Linked DNA regions of Mus musculus: all the other regions are linked to region 2. The links are chromatin contacts, called in public ChIA-PET and Hi-C maps. All regions are on one chromosome and are shown on one strand. The core of a region is the stretch at or near the end of the contact, and the rest is flanking DNA. Distances in the headings are between cores, read along the strand shown. Region 1 holds the start of Cnn2 (calponin 2). Region 2 holds the start of Mob3a (MOB kinase activator 3A). Region 3 holds the start of Ncln (nicalin).

What was found. A called contact is a pair of places that touch in the nucleus more often than the background predicts. ChIA-PET counts read pairs in DNA pulled down with a chosen protein or histone mark.
Region 1: a contact with region 2 is called in an RNA polymerase II ChIA-PET map of memory CD8 T cells, with 164 read pairs. The contact joins the promoter of Cnn2 here to the promoter of Mob3a in region 2. A contact is called at or near these places in 2 of 39 promoter capture datasets (liver and pre-B cells), 2 of 484 Hi-C or Micro-C datasets (CD4 T cells and uterus), 3 of 115 datasets of contacts at active chromatin or transcription factors (bone marrow-derived macrophages, memory CD8 T cells and pancreatic cancer cells) and 2 of 9 other capture datasets (adipose tissue and liver).
Region 3: a Hi-C map of CD4 T cells shows a contact between it and region 2, with 4 times the contacts expected there. The contact joins the promoter of Ncln here to the promoter of Mob3a in region 2. A contact is called at or near these places in 1 of 484 Hi-C or Micro-C datasets (CD4 T cells) and 2 of 115 datasets of contacts at active chromatin or transcription factors (bone marrow-derived macrophages and pancreatic cancer cells).

The regions. Positions count from the first base shown.
Region 1 is chr10:79,986,357-79,991,419 of GRCm38.p6, reverse strand. It overlaps Cnn2 (calponin 2), which reads right to left and starts at 2,820. Exons shown (of 7, transcript NM_007725.2): 1 at 2,680-2,820; 2 at 1-60. The coding sequence starts at 2,742.
Region 2 is chr10:80,700,435-80,705,120 of GRCm38.p6, reverse strand. It overlaps Mob3a (MOB kinase activator 3A), which reads left to right and starts at 3,301. Exons shown (of 4, transcript NM_172457.2): 1 at 3,301-3,324. Izumo4 (IZUMO family member 4) reads right to left here and starts at 2,428. Exons shown (of 10, transcript NM_027829.3): 1 at 2,162-2,428; 2 at 1,992-2,072; 3 at 1,841-1,912; 4 at 1,365-1,391; 5 at 1,193-1,268; 6 at 1,035-1,082; 7 at 927-941; 8 at 686-703; 9 at 408-422; 10 at 1-57. The coding sequence starts at 2,405.
Region 3 is chr10:81,492,966-81,497,695 of GRCm38.p6, reverse strand. It overlaps Ncln (nicalin), which reads left to right and starts at 1,333. Exons shown (of 14, transcript NM_134009.3): 1 at 1,333-1,616; 2 at 4,157-4,347; 3 at 4,489-4,633. The coding sequence starts at 1,433.

The DNA.
Region 1 (5,063 bases), core at 1,571-4,070, 710 kb after region 2:
GAGTCCCTCTATCCAGCTTCGGAGTTCTGCTTCCTTTTGGGGGTCATATTTGGACAGGAGCTGGAAGAGCAAAGAGCTAGGACTGAGGTGAGAAGCAGACACGCCCCCGTGGGAGTGGCCTCGTAGATGAGGCCAGAGACAGCGGGGCAAGAAGGGTGTCTGAAAGCCCAGGCCACCTCCTGCCGCCACCTCCTGCCGCCACCTCCCTAGAGCAGGATGACACGTGTCACCTTGGTGTGCTGGGGATGAAAGCAACAGGCTGTGTTAAGTCAGCACCAGCACCAGCACTCAGCACCAGCTCAGCTGGTGGTCCAGCGCCAGTCCATCCTCACAGTGTCTGAGCACTTCCTATAGGCAGAGGGCTTTGCATCCAGAAGGTTCACTACTGACACTTGTAGAGGCCTGTTCTTTTTCGTGGCTGAGCAGTATTCCAGCTGGCCGACCTCCGAGGAGGCCCGACCTACATACTCAACTTCCCACCGATGCGCCGCGCTGGGAGCCGCACCACGCTGGGAGCCCCCCGGCGGGCGCTCCCTCTACAGATTTCTCTCATGTTCTCAAGGCAGCAGGAGAGCTGCCCTGTGTGGGCAGTGAAAAAAAAACTCAACTCTCCTGGCCTCAGTTTCCCCATCTCTTTCTTTCCTTCCTTTCATTTTTTCTTTCTTTCTTTCTTTCTTTCTTTCTTTCTTTTTTTTTGGGGGGGGGTTCTCTGCTCTCACTCTCTATATAGACCAGGTCAGAGATTCACACAGGATTAAAGGAGTGCAGTATTCTTTTTTTTTTTTTTTTAATCTTTACTTTATGTGTCTGTGTGAGGGTGTGAGATTTTGGAGTCACAGTGCTGCTGGGTCCTTCAAAAGGGCAATCAGTGCTCCCATCCATCTCTCCATCCGCCAGTCCCCCGGCCCCCCCCCCCCCGGTTTTTCGAGACAGGGTTTCTCTGTGTAGCCCTGGCTGTCCTGGAGCTCACTTTGTAGACCACTAGCCTACGACTCAGAAAACTGCCTGCCTCTGCCTCCCGAGTGCTGGGATTAAAGGCGTGCGCCACCATGCCCGGCAGTTTCCTATATGGACTGGTTTGTGTAAGAGTTCGCTGTCAGGCGCTCCCTCTCCCCTTCCTGTCTTTTAAAATCCTTCGAAGTGGGATTAGCTGGGTGCAGGGGCAGTCGGGGCAGCTGTTCCCACAGGAAAAAGCAAGGACAGCCCAGAGGGGAACAGGGGTCGGCCAGGGACGCCAAGCATGCCTGGTCCAGCTGTGCCACGTCCCTAGCCACTCTGAGGACCAAGGAGGAGGGCAGGGGCTCAGTCCCGCCCGCTGCGGCCACCTCCCTCCCCACTGCCCTTCAGCGCATTCCTGCCCGCAGGCCACAAACTACCAGGAATGCGGTGGCCTCCCGGGTCTAAATCAAGACCAGCTGTTCCCCAGTGGCCAGGCTCCTCAACTGGACCGAACAAAGTCCCACGGGATATGGGCCAGCTAGGGGGGTAAACTGAGGCACATAGGTCAGGCAGAAAAGTCTCCGGATCCCCCCTCCCAGTGGACGATGCAACCCTTCTGTGACCCCTGCAGGCTACTGGGGGGGGGGGGTCCACTTCCCAGCTCCACAGTTGGAGGGGATCTGAGAGCTCATCCCCTGAGCAAGTGCTGACCTGTCCCTGGCCCCACCCAGCTCCTAAAACTCTATCCTTAGGGCTGTCCTGACTCTTTCTTTCACTTTCTCTGTTCCAGGGAGATGTCCAGTCTGTCCAGGAAGAATTGGGCAGGGTCGTCAGAATGCTGTGTGTCTCTGGGGAGCTAGAGCAACCTCTCTGAGCCCAGGGTGGGAAGTGAAATAGCAACTTGTCTCTAGCAGGCTGAGGATAGCACATGGGTGGCATGAGGTAGGTATGCCTCTCGTGTCACTTGTAGGGACCTGGCAGGTGCCAGTCGGAGGTGGGTCCGACTGGTAGCTTCAGCGTGCCTAGGCAGGTTGCTTGGCTTTAGCTGACTGTGAAACTTGCATTCCCAGGTGCCAGGTGTGTGCGTGTGGTTGGCGGATCTATCTAGAAGGTTTCAGGATGTCAGGCCTGAGCCCCCTAAGTCTGGGATCAGTGTCTCCCTCATCAGCTCAGGACACCTTGCTGTATGGCTCCCCAGATGTCCCTCCGAAACTGGTGACTTCAGTGTTCTCCTGCATTTGCGGTTCCTCTCAGTGAGCCCTTTCCCAGGTGTGTGTGGGAGTCCTGGAACGGACCACACCCTGTTAAGAAGGCCACCGGCCCCGCCCCCTTCCCTGTCCCCAACTTAAGTGGCTTAGATGAAACGGAAGTTTCGACAGGTAATGAAGATGGGGCCTCAGGGGGCACTCTCAGACGCCCGGATCGCTCGTGTGCTCGCTTTCTCTCTCCCGGACCTTAACTTTCTTACATCCTGCAAGGGGCACAGAGTGCAGGAAGCCCGGGGCGCCGGGGACTGAGAGGTCCAGGGGCGGGGCTGGAGGTGACATTCAGGATGCGGATAAAATGGGTCCCCAGCCTCCCAGACGCCACAGCTTCCCACAGCACCCCAGACCCTCCGGATATCAGGGTAAAGCAAAGCCCAGCTGTCCCGGCTCATGCATCGGTCGCGCGTTCGAGGCTGGCGAGCCCCGCTCCCATTGGTCGTGCGTTCGAGGCTGGCAAGCCCCGCAACCCACTCACCCGGTTCTTGACCTCGGCCGAGAGCCCGTAGGACGGGCCCTTGTTGAACTGCGTGGAGCTCATGGCGCGGGACCCCGGAGCGGGACAGGAGGACCAGCGGGACCGGCAGAGGGTCGGGCTGCGGGCGGACGGCCCGGGACGGGGCTGAGCGCCGCCCCCGCCGCCGATTGGCTGGCAGAGCAAATGTCCTTATAAGGCGTGGAAGCGCCGAATTCCTGTGGCCGCGACTTCCTGAGCCCCCCTCGGCCGCCGGGACCCCCGCCCGCCGGAGCCACCCTAGCATCCCGGCCGATCAGGAGGGGCCCGCCGTCCCGTTTGTAGTTGCGGGAAACTGAGGCAGCGAAGGGCGTGGGCTTCCGACCTGGGCCAGAAGTCAGTTTACTCCTCCTGTATCATAGTGAGAGACAGAAAACTGTTCGGTGGGACCCTAAATCCTAAAATCTGGCTAGAAACCTTCTCTGCCACTACCGGCACTTACCAGAATCTTGCTCCCTCTCCAAACATCTCAGTGGGAAGGGGCAGGGGCGGCATAGACAGGATTCTCGAGGGGAGCTTCTCAGAGAAGGAGGCCTCGGGAGCTGGAGCACTGATGGATGAGTTTTTCAGTCCAAAGGGAAAAGGCTTTCTGCTAGAACACCAAGTGCAAAATATGGAGGGTGGGAGAAGGCGATCGGTTGGAGGTCGGGGTGGGGCTCCCAGAAGGGCTGAGGGTTGCTGGCTGACTGTGTGAGGGTGGAGTGGCTGAGGATGATATCCTTTCAGTAAGTGCCTGAGCTCAACCTGAGTCTGTAGATGGATCAAGTTGATTCCTGAGGGGCTGGTCCTGCCCCACGGAACACAGGCAGACAGATGCTGGGAGTCTCAGGGCTTGACAGAGAGGCCTTGGCCATAGGACGGAAGCATAGTTTTTTCGAGACAGGATTTCTCTGGAACTCACTCTGTAGATCAGGCTGGCCTCGAACTCAGAAATTCACCTGCCTCTGCCTCCCAAGTGCTGGGATTAAAGGCGTGCGCCACCACGCCCAGTGGTTGGATACTTCTAAAGGGTGGCTTTCTTCCCACCTCTCTGGGTTTCTGTGATTTAGACAAATCCTTCCTCTCTGGGCTCTGCTGGAGTTTTTGAATTTGTACAGTGGAGCACCGGACTCCAGATGGTCCCAAACTGTGGACAACACAGGTTCCTGTGACCAGGCAGGAAGCCCCAGGTGTCGGGACACTGAAGACCTTTTTGGAATAGTTAAAGAAAGCACTTGTCAAGAGCGGCCATGCTGTGTGGGGTGCACACAGGCTTAGCAGGGTATCAGGGCATCCAGGCCACTGTGCTGAGCACTGAGACAGCAACTGCAGGTGCCACAACCAGGTTCTCTGCAAGAGCAGCTATTTCCCCAGACCTGAGCCATCTCCCCAGCCCACCCTCCTCGCCTCCTTTCTTCTCCATCTGCAGCGCACCTGTATCCACATACACAGCCCTCACACACACCCCCAGTGTTCACAGCCTTCTGTGACTCCAGCTTCAGGGGACCCGACGCCCCCATCTGGCCGCTGTAGGCACTGCATGCGCGTCGTGCGCAGACAGGCACTCAAAAAAAAAAAAAATGAGTAGATGAGTCCAACTTCCCTCATTTTCTTAACAGGGGCTGAAATTTGAACAAAACACTGTGTATGCTGTGAAGTATAGCCACATCTCTGCTCCCGCCCAGCAGCAAGGCCAGCCACTCCCTCCTTCTGTCCCGCCCCTGAGCTCAGAAGAGCTTTCTGAGCTTTGAAGTGGTTGAGAAATAAGAACAAATAAGGAAAACTATTCCATGCCGAGAGGACTGTGTGCCACATTCAAACCCTGGCCCTGCTGCTTTGTGACTTACAATCCCAGAAACAAAACCCCAAACACCCCAGATCCCAAGATTCTGGATTTCTAGCAGCTTAGTGTATTAGAACTCTGTCCTGAGATCGAAAATGAATGGAATTTAACATTCCATGTAGCTGGGTGGTGGTGGCACGTCTTTAGTCCCACCCAGCACTCTTGAGGTTCTCTGTGAGTTCGACTCCAGTCTGCTCTACAGAGTGAGTTCCAGGACAGCCAGGGCTACACAGAGAAACCCTGTATTGAAAAACAAACAAAAATCCTCCTTCCCCATTTCACTGTGTGACACTAATTATCAGCTCTCTCTGAACTCCAGGCTCCTTGTCTGAAAATCAGATGAGTTAATATTTGCAAACTCCTCTTGGGGCGGCTGATATAGATGTCAAAAATCTTAAGAATTCTGGCCCTAGCTGCTGGAAGCTGGCTGGGCCCCAGGATGACTCTCCCTGCCAGGGTCACACCTTCCGGGGGACAGACCATCTCTGCAGTGCCTGGGATCTGGGTGGTAGTGCTTCTGCTGTGG
Region 2 (4,686 bases), core at 2,052-4,551:
TCCAAGGTCAGGTTGACCAGATGCTGAGGTTCCAGACACTTTATGTTTTGTGACAGGCTTTGGGGGATGAGGAGGAGGTGCTCTAAGCCCATTGTCTGCACATGCCCTCCTGCCTCCCTTCCTAGGCTGCCTCCCATAGCCCATTAATATAGTCCAAGCTAGCCCCTAAGATTCTCCTGCCTCAGGCTCCTGGAAGGCTGGGATTATAGGAATGCATTGCTACACCTAGTCCCTGCCTGTTCTTAAATCCTAAAGTGTGCCAGTGGGATAGGGACCCTCCCTAGCACCCACAATGACAGGCCTCGATAGGGCATGAGAGGTCTGTGGCAAAGAGGCCACTTGACTTTGGAATTCTGTTTTCCACAGGTCACCTGCTTCTTTGTAGCCTTATTCCCCAGCTCACTCACAAGGCTGGGGTGGTTCTGCACATCCAAGTTGAGGCCGCAGGGAAGAAACACAGCATGGTTCAGGCAGTGCGTTGACCACACAGGCAGGTGTGACTACAGATGGCCAGTGTGCCCTCAGGCACACAGCCCTGCCCAGCATCCCCTCCCGCTCTTACCCACCCTGCCCAGCATCCCCTCCCACTCTTACCCACACACCTCCTCACTCCATCCCTCTCCCCACTCCCCATACCCCGCTCCTCACCTCACTCCTCCCTCTCAAGTGGAAGGCCTGGTCTTACCTCATCTTTTCATCCTGTCTGAAATAGAATGGGGCTCCAGTTAGACCCTCCAGGTCTGCCACCACACCAATTCAGGGAAGAATAGGTTTCATGAAGACCCTTCAGCCAGGATGGCTTGCCCCCTTCCTCCAGCTGAACTTGGAGACCTTTGAAGGGTGTGGGCAAGGTCCTCCTGAGCCTTGGCAAGCTTCAACCCCTCATCATAAGGCACACACAACCTTGGATTCCAGCAGGAACTTACTTGTGCCAGGTGTTTCTACAATGACAGTAGGTTTGGAGTCAGGGGACCAAGTGGCCTCCCTTGGTGTCTCCCTCTCCATGTCCTGGTACCCAATAAGCCCCAGCTCACATGTATTTCAGAAGGCCCTGTACAGCTGACTCCCACTGTGCCGATGACCTGGGGTGGGGGGGGGGAACACAAGACTTGGTGGTGGGGTATCCCCAAGGCCCTGGTCCCCTTCCTTGCCTAGGACCCCAGGGGCAGTGGGATTGCTGCATGAGCCATACTTGCAGTAGTAGCCAAAGCAAATGACGTGGGAGTCCGTGCAGTTGCTGCAGGAGATGGTCTCGTACTGGTAGATACCTGCAATATATGAGAAGCAGCCCCAGACTCCCCTGGGCCCTCCCCAGCCTGGGCCACTGCCACTGTGGCCCTTAGCCTGGACCATGGTTCACTTACCACAGTGACGCTGACAGTCAATGCGGCCTGGGGAGGGGAGGACATAACAGGATAGTGCTTTCTGACAAGGCCCAGAGCTCAACACCTCAGCCCCACTTGTTTTTGTAGCCCAGGATACCCTAGCACAGAGAAGGTAGCCTAGGCTGCCTTGTGATTTGTGGCAATCTTCTTGCCTCGTTCCCTCATTTCTGAGTGCTGGGATTACACGCTTGTGCTACATGAGTTTCATGGATGTAGGAAGGGGTCAGTTGCAGTGAAAGATGGGGATAACCTAAGGGAAGGATGGTTCCATTGTTCCTAGGTGCCACCAGGAGACTAGTTTGACAGAAATAAGGGGGTGATGGGCATGCTAGCAAACATTTATGCAAAAGGGCCTCCTGCAGAGTCACTCCTCCCTGAGCCCTGTTTCCAGTGCCCCTAGCCCTGAAGTGCCAGCGGCCATGATCATCTTCCCCTCTGTGGAGCCCACTGCTCACTCTCTATGATGGCGTTCTGGATGAGGCGCACTTGCTCCCGGAAGATGGCCCGCAGCTCATTGGGGAAATACCCTGATGTGAGAGTCACAGCAGAACGGTCAAGTTCAGGTGCGTAGCAGCTCGCACCGGCCCCACCTGTTTCTCTTTTTACCTGGGAAGTACATCTTCCCCTGGTACAGCTGGTCCATCCTCTGGTACACGGCTTCTGCTACTTGATATAGCTTCTTCCGGGCTAAGGGCAGGAGGAAAAAGCAAGCAAATGAGTGGCCCTGCCCGGTTCCCTGCTGCTCTTCTGACCCTGGAATGGGTTCCGCCGCTCACTGATCTCAGCAGGAATGGCCAGATGGAGCTCCTTCATCGTGTTCTGGATCCAATCGGAGAGCAGCATCCCCGACACAGGAATGTCACCCACCCACCACGACTTGAGGTTCACGTGGTGACGATAGAAGGAGAACTTCTCCGCGAAATTGGGGTCGCACTGCAGGCAGCCCCGGGCCAGCGCCGCTGTCATGCCCAGAAACAACAGCAGGGCCATGGCCTGGCCCAGCCTGCCTTGCCCAAACATCGGCGCCGCCAGCGCCGCACCCTCCAGCCGCGCACCAACCAACGGTGCCTCCCGCGCCACGCCCTGCCACGCCGCACCAACCAACAGCTCGCGCTGTGGACCCTGGCCGCGCCATCCCCTGCCCGGGCCTGATCATGCTTCCAACTCTGGTCCCGCCCCGCTTAGACATGTCCCGCCCACCGGGCCTGATGGCGCAAGCCTTTAATCCCAGCACTTGGGAGGCAGAGGCAGGCGAATTTCTGAGTTCGAGGCCAACCTGGTCTACAAAGTGAGTTCCAGGACAGCCAGGACTACACAGAGAAACCCTGTCTCGAAAAAAAAAAAAAAGACAGCGCCTGCCCACGGATGGCTCCGCCCCTACCTGGCCAGGCCCCGATTAGACTCCTGTCCCAGGCCTGGTTCCGCCTACAGGCCTGGTACCGCCCACGGATGGCTCCACCCCTTTCTAGCCTGTCACCACACCCACCCCACCGCCATCCGGACTTCTGTCCCAGGGCTGGCTCTACTGGATCTCCCCAGGAGAGTGTAACTGAATCTCTCCAGTTACAATTGGCAACTGGTAATGCCAGTCTGTCCCCAGGCTCCACCCCATCCACAGCGCCTTACGCATGCGCTTTGGGCTGGCGCCAGTTCCCGAGCCAGCGAGGGAGGGCTCGTCCCGCCCCTCATCCGCTCCACTACAGCCAATTAGCAGCGCCCGTCCTGGTCTCCAGGGGCGCGGAGTGCCGCCTGCCTTTCACACCGTGATCCTCCGAACTCGGGCGCCACACCTCCATCCGGGCTGCTTCCCTTTAAGGGAAGTAAATCCGGCTGGCGGGCGCGGCCTGGGCGGGGCGTGCGGCGTGTCCCTCCGCGGGCGTGTCCCTCTGCGGGCGCGGCCGGAGACTGGGCGAAGCGAGAGACGGTTCCGGACAGCCAGGTGGGTCCTCCGAGGGCCAAGGCGGGCGGCGGGCAGCGGGACTTCATCCCTCAGGGTGACAGTGTCCAGCGACCGGCCCAGAGTGGGCGCTGGGGACCTGGATCTGTCAAAAGGAGGGAGAAAGGAAGCGTCATGGATCAAAAGCGTGTTTAATATTTGAGGTCCTAGATAGCACAGGCTAGCCTCCAGCGGCTGGATAGGATCCTCCTTCCCATCTCCGCTGACTCATTTGTTTGAAATGATCACGTTTCTGTTAAACTTCATTGAAGGTCTGGGCTCTTGCTCTGGAGTGAAGCATTTGCCTTGTGTGTAGAAAGCCCTGGGTTCTATCCCTACTTCTGCCTCTTCAGCACTCCTCGGCCTCCCCTAAATAAGCCATTGAAAGGCTGGATGGAGAGACTCAAAAACAGATCACAGAAAGTTAACTTTGGCCGCAGTTTCTTTTTCTTTTTTCTTTTCTTTTCTTTTCTTTTCTTTAATTCTTTCCTTTTATATTTAGCCCAGGCTATCCTGGAACTCAGCGAGATCACCCTGCCTGTGCCTCCTGAACGCTGAGATTAAAGGTCTGCGCCAATAACTTTGCCTTTTCTCTTCCCTCCTGCCTCCACCCCTTCCCTAGGCTCCATAGAATAAAGTGCCTACAGTCAAGTAGAGGTTGGCATAGTGTTAAGGCAGGGCAATTATTATTCCAGAGCTCCACGTGTATCCTTGTAACTTTGGTTTCTGATTTGCTACCGTTATGCAGAGTTGGGAGCTCAGGAACTAGGGGTGGGAGTGTCAGGGGACAGTTAGGTAGGACTCTCAGGTCAGCCAGCTCTTCCTTCAGCATGGAGGAAGTGGTTACTAGCTCTGTAAGTGATGGGGCTTCAGAGAGGTGCTAGCTGGAGGCAGCAGGATGCAAAAGAGACCACAGACTTAACCATTGACAAAGGCAGAAGCAGATAACCTGAGAACTTCCGAAAACCAGGTTTTAACCGCCCCTGTCCTGGGCTTGTTTTTAGAACTCAGTGAACAGCAGAGGTGACAAGGCTAGAGAGTTCCACCCCTGGGGCTTCTTGATGTCTGTCCTTTCTCCATCTTGATCCATTCCAGTGCCATTTAAGTTCAAGGGCAGCCTGGGACACTTAGTGAAATCTCACCTCAAAAAGAGCAAAAGGGGGCTAGTGCTCTTCCTGAGGTCCTGAATTCAATTCCCAGCAACCACATGGTGGCTCACAACCATCTGTAATGGGATCTGATGCCCTCTTCTGGTGTGTATAAAGACAGCAACAGTGTACTCACATATATAAAATAAATCTTAAAAAAAAAGAGCAACAGGGCTGGGGGTGTAATCAGGGTGGAGCCCCGCCTAGAATTCCCCCA
Region 3 (4,730 bases), core at 84-2,583, 790 kb before region 2:
GATGGTAGGGATTGTCACAGTTATAGATGGCAGAAGTTCACGCTGTTGGACACACATCATCTGTTTTCTTTTCTACACTTTCAGTTCTGATTGTCTGTGGCCTCGGTATACAGTTGGCAGTTATCACTCACCCGGGGGAAAGGACCACAAGTTTGAGTCTTAGAATCTGTTTTCTTACCTAAGGCAAATGGTCTTCAGAGAAGGCACCATCCCCAAGTTCTCCACAGGCTTCGAAAGCCAGCACTCACCAGTCGCGAATCTTACTCAAAGTCAGTTCATGCCAGTTTGCATATCAAATTCCCACCTGTGGCTGCCAGTGGGTGGGTGGCAGTGTCTGGTCTTTTATTTCTTATTTATTGTATTTCTAGAGGTGTGAGTGACATATAATTTTAATTCACATCTTAACTTACCCCAAGACACAGGGACTAGTCAAATCCATTGAAGTTGCAATAGGGCAAACCAAAAATGTTAGGTTAAATATGTCCCAAGTATGAACAGGGATACTAAAGACCTCCCATCGTCACACTAGTCTCATTTTAGCTATCTTGATCTCCCCACTGCCATTAAAGTCCGCGCCAATTCTTGCCTTCCTACCTTACCACCTGCCCCGAATATTATTTTTTTAACCAGCTTTTCACTCATTCACTTAAATCCTGTAGAACACCTGTAGTCAGAGTGTCTTGTGATCAGAGAGCTAGCACCTTCAAGACAAAGGCCTCACCTCTCTCTCTTTCTCTTTTATTTTATTTTATTTTATTTTCTCGCATTCTAATCCCCTCTCCTTTCAAAGACTAAAAGAACGACTCTAGTTCCCATATTCCTTTGTGCTTGCCCGATAGGACTACAATTCCCAGAGAAACAAGGCACCAGGCGGGCACTTTCTCTTTCCTTTCCTACATCTTTCCGGGTCGAACGGTCACGTCCTGCACTTTAGGTTTTGGATTGTCCTTTCATTAACGACTCCAAACATGGGGCTTAAACAAGATTTACTGGGAATGGTTTTTAATAGCTTTGTAAGTCATCTGTGTTTTGCGGCTTGGATGAGTTCAGTAGCAGTAGATTGTCCACCATAGCTTCTAGGAGCGGCACAGTGGGACTACAACTTCCAGGGGGCTCCGCGCATAAGGACTGTCACAGCTTCCGAGAGGCCCTAGTGCGAGTCTAAGTGTGCCTACAACTCCCAGGGTTCCACAGCGCGCGGAGCCGTTTAAAACGAGGCTCGCTCACAAGAAAGACTACATTTCCCAGAAGGCGGCGCGGCAGACAGGGCCGTCCGCAGTGCTGCCCGAAGGACCCTAGGGCAGGCGCGGGCTGTTCGTGGCTCTCCCCGAAGGACCTCAGCAGCCGCCCATGCCGAGCTGAGTCCGCCGAGCCTCGGCCGCTTCCCGTCGCCCTCCGTCGCTGCCGCCTTTGCGGCCTGCCGCCCGCCGGGATGTTGGAGGAAGCGGGCGAGGTGCTCGAGAACGTGCTGAAGGCGTCGTGCCTGCCACTCGGCTTTATCGTCTTCTTGCCCGCCGTGTTGCTGCTCGTGGCGCCGCCGCTGCCCGCCGCCGACGCCGCGCACGAGTTCACCGTGTACCGCATGCAGCAGTACGACCTGCAGGGCCAGCCATACGGTGCGCGACCCCTGACCTCTTCTCTTGACGCCGCCGTCCCCCTTACTGCCACACTAGTCCCCCAGTCACTGCGATCCTCCCACTGTCAGGCAGAGGAACTCCGACTGCTATCCCGGTCTCCCCATTGACTTACTGTTCCTGGCAGCTCTGTTCCCTCAGTTCCCCTGCTGTTTCACTGACTCCTGTCACCCCATCCCATCATCGCCACCCTGATTCCTATCTCTCCTCGATCCCATGTCACCCTGATCCCTCTCTGTCAGCGGTTGCCTCAGACCACTCTCAGGCCGGCGTCAGCCCCCGGGCCTGGTGTCCTGGGGTTTCCTGGGGCCTTGGTTCCCACAGTACCATACTTTCACCCCTTTGCTCTGCTCCCCACTCCTCGCCAGGGTTCCCCAGGATCTCTGTCCCCATGCCTAGGTTTGGGGCCTCTCAGAGCTTCCCGCACCCTGCTCTTTGGTTTGCCTCTCAGCCTTGATACTGTCTTTGCCTGAATGCCAAGGCCGGGCCCCCATTTTTGAGCGGGTGTGGCAGCCTGGTGTGTGCACCCAAGCCTATGTGGCCCCTATACCCAGAATTGCATTAATTTCTCTTTAAAACTGTGTTGCCATGGCAGGGGTCATGTTGCTGCCCCAGCTCGGGGAGCTCTAAGGGGTCGAGGCCAGGTGGCTGCCCAGCACCTTGCAGGACCCAGAACAGTGGCCCCAGAACAGTGCCCTGGCATGTAGAGCACCCTGGGGTGGGGGACCTTACCCTAGGCCAAGGAGTAGGTGGCCAGGTGTCCCAATGTCGTAAGCATTTGCTTGCAGATCCTTGTGGCCTGGTATCTTCGGAAGGGCCACCTGCTAAACTGCCACTGTGGGGTGTCACTGATGGCGGGGGAACCGTGGACACCACTAAGCTGTGAAGCATAGCTTCTGAGCTCCCACAGTTGTTCCAGAGCATTCCGCGATCTGGAGGGCAGTTCCTAGACCATGCATTTCCATGTCTGGGTCTCACATGCACAGAATCTTGGGTGGGCCGGTCTGTGAATAAGCTCATGTATTGTGGACCAGATGCCTAACGTGACTTTCTCACCCATCCTTGGCTGGTTAAGAACTAATGGGCTCTTGCATCTTGTCTACACCCTGGAGGACTCGTGATGGGGCAGCCAGCCAGAGCAGGTCTTTAGAAACCCTGGGCATAAGTTCTTTGAGTTCCTCAGCCCCTGGCCACTCCACAGCCTTTCCGCACCTCTCCTTACCCAACTTCCCCTGGGCCTTGTTGAGAAATAACCAACGCTGGTGGGAAACGAGACTTGTGGGTGTGACTGTGACACCGGCTACCATCCCTCCTGTTGTGGACTCTGGCCTTCTTAGGGCATGTCTTCTTATCATCATGGGCCTTGGAACAGAACTTCAGCATTTTAGCCTTCCTAGTGGCTCGGTGGCCCTCAGGCTCAGCTTTGCCTCACTAACCTGGAGCCAACTGGTGAGGCTTGGCCTCCCTGGTTGTGGATAAAGTTTTATTGTCATGAGGTCATTGACACCACTGAGTTGAGCAGCCGGCATCGGGGAGAAGCCTGCTGATTGTCCACTGCCTTTATGGTATCTCTGAACTGGTGCCACTTGGGGACTGGCTGCCCTCCTGTGGGTAGCACAATGGTTTGGGAGTCCTGGGGACTGGTGCTAGCCAATACTGCCCACTGGGGCTCTGTCACTCCTCACAGACAGCAAAGCTGGGTACAGAGTACCGTCCTGCCACGTGGCCTACAGGATTTCCAGAAAGCACTGTAGGGACCCAAAGGGAGAGCTGCTGTCCAAGCCACCCTGAGAAACCAGGGACAGGTTGAAGAGGGAGAGGTGTTGCCTCTCCCTGATGGGAGTCAGGTGTCTGCCAGGAGGTGCTTGGCCCTTGCTGGCTTCCAGGGAAGTTGTTCCCGGCAGGCCCTCCCTCACCTAGCTCCCTTAGATTCTGCAGTCCTGGAACATGGGGGCTGGGCCTCAGCTGGACCCGTGTGTCCACGTGATAGCCATGTCTGTGGGCTGCAGGTCCCTATCCAGCTCTGCCCTGGAGTGCATCTCACCCCCATGTGTCTGGGGAGACCCCAAGTGAACTGTTCTAGACCCAGCACCACGTACCTTTGACACTTGGGTCCTGGGGTAGGAGGGTTTCATGGTGGTTTGGGTGTCAGCATTCAGGTGACCACCCTGGAGACTCCACAGGACTCGAGTCCCCTCCACAGTGAGCAGTCACTCACTGCCCCCTCCTGGCCATGTGCATCTAGGGTTACTGCCTGCCATCATTCTTGTGAGAGCTGAGCATTTACAAAGTGCCCCAAGTCTGGCTGTAAGTGGGGCCCAGGGGACTGCAGTTCTTGAAGGGATCATCCTGCTGTATCGATTCACCTCTGGCCCATGCAGTTCAGACCCCTAAGGGTCAGCTTGGCCTGCCATGGTTCTGTGCCGGATATACCGTGCCTGTCCTGTAAGAGCCCCACTCTCGCTGTGTGCTGTGTGGAGGATGGCAGCTGTGATGATGCCATGACCCCGTGTCCCCCATAGGCACGCGGAATGCAGTGCTCAACACAGAGGCCCGCACGGTGGACGCAGATGTGCTGAGCCGCCGCTGCGTGCTTATGCGGCTCCTGGACTTTTCCTATGAGCACTATCAGAAGGCTCTGCGACAGTCAGCAGGTGCTGTGGTTATCATCCTGCCCCGGGCCATGGCTGCCGTGCCCCAGGATGTCGTCCGGGTAAGCCTGTGTCTCAGTCCCCATGCCTGCCCCTCAGGTTGCATCTGCTGGGTGTCCTTGTCCTCCCCCTTCAGGAAGGAGGCTGAGATGGGGAGGCACTGCGGGTGGCTGCAGTTCCCTGAACGCATGCGATCCTCACAGCAATTCATGGAGATTGAGCCTGAGATGCTGGCCATGGAGACTGTGGTCCCTGTGTACTTTGCTGTGGAGGACGAGGCACTGCTGTCCATCTATGAGCAGACCCAGGCTGCCTCTGCCTCCCAGGGCTCTGCCTCTGCCGCTGAAGGTAAGCCAGGCCACTGGAGGGTATGGGGTGGCCCTGGTCCCTGCATCTATGGGGCTTTCCTGGGCTTCTATGTTTGCAGTACCCACCCCAGCTGTGG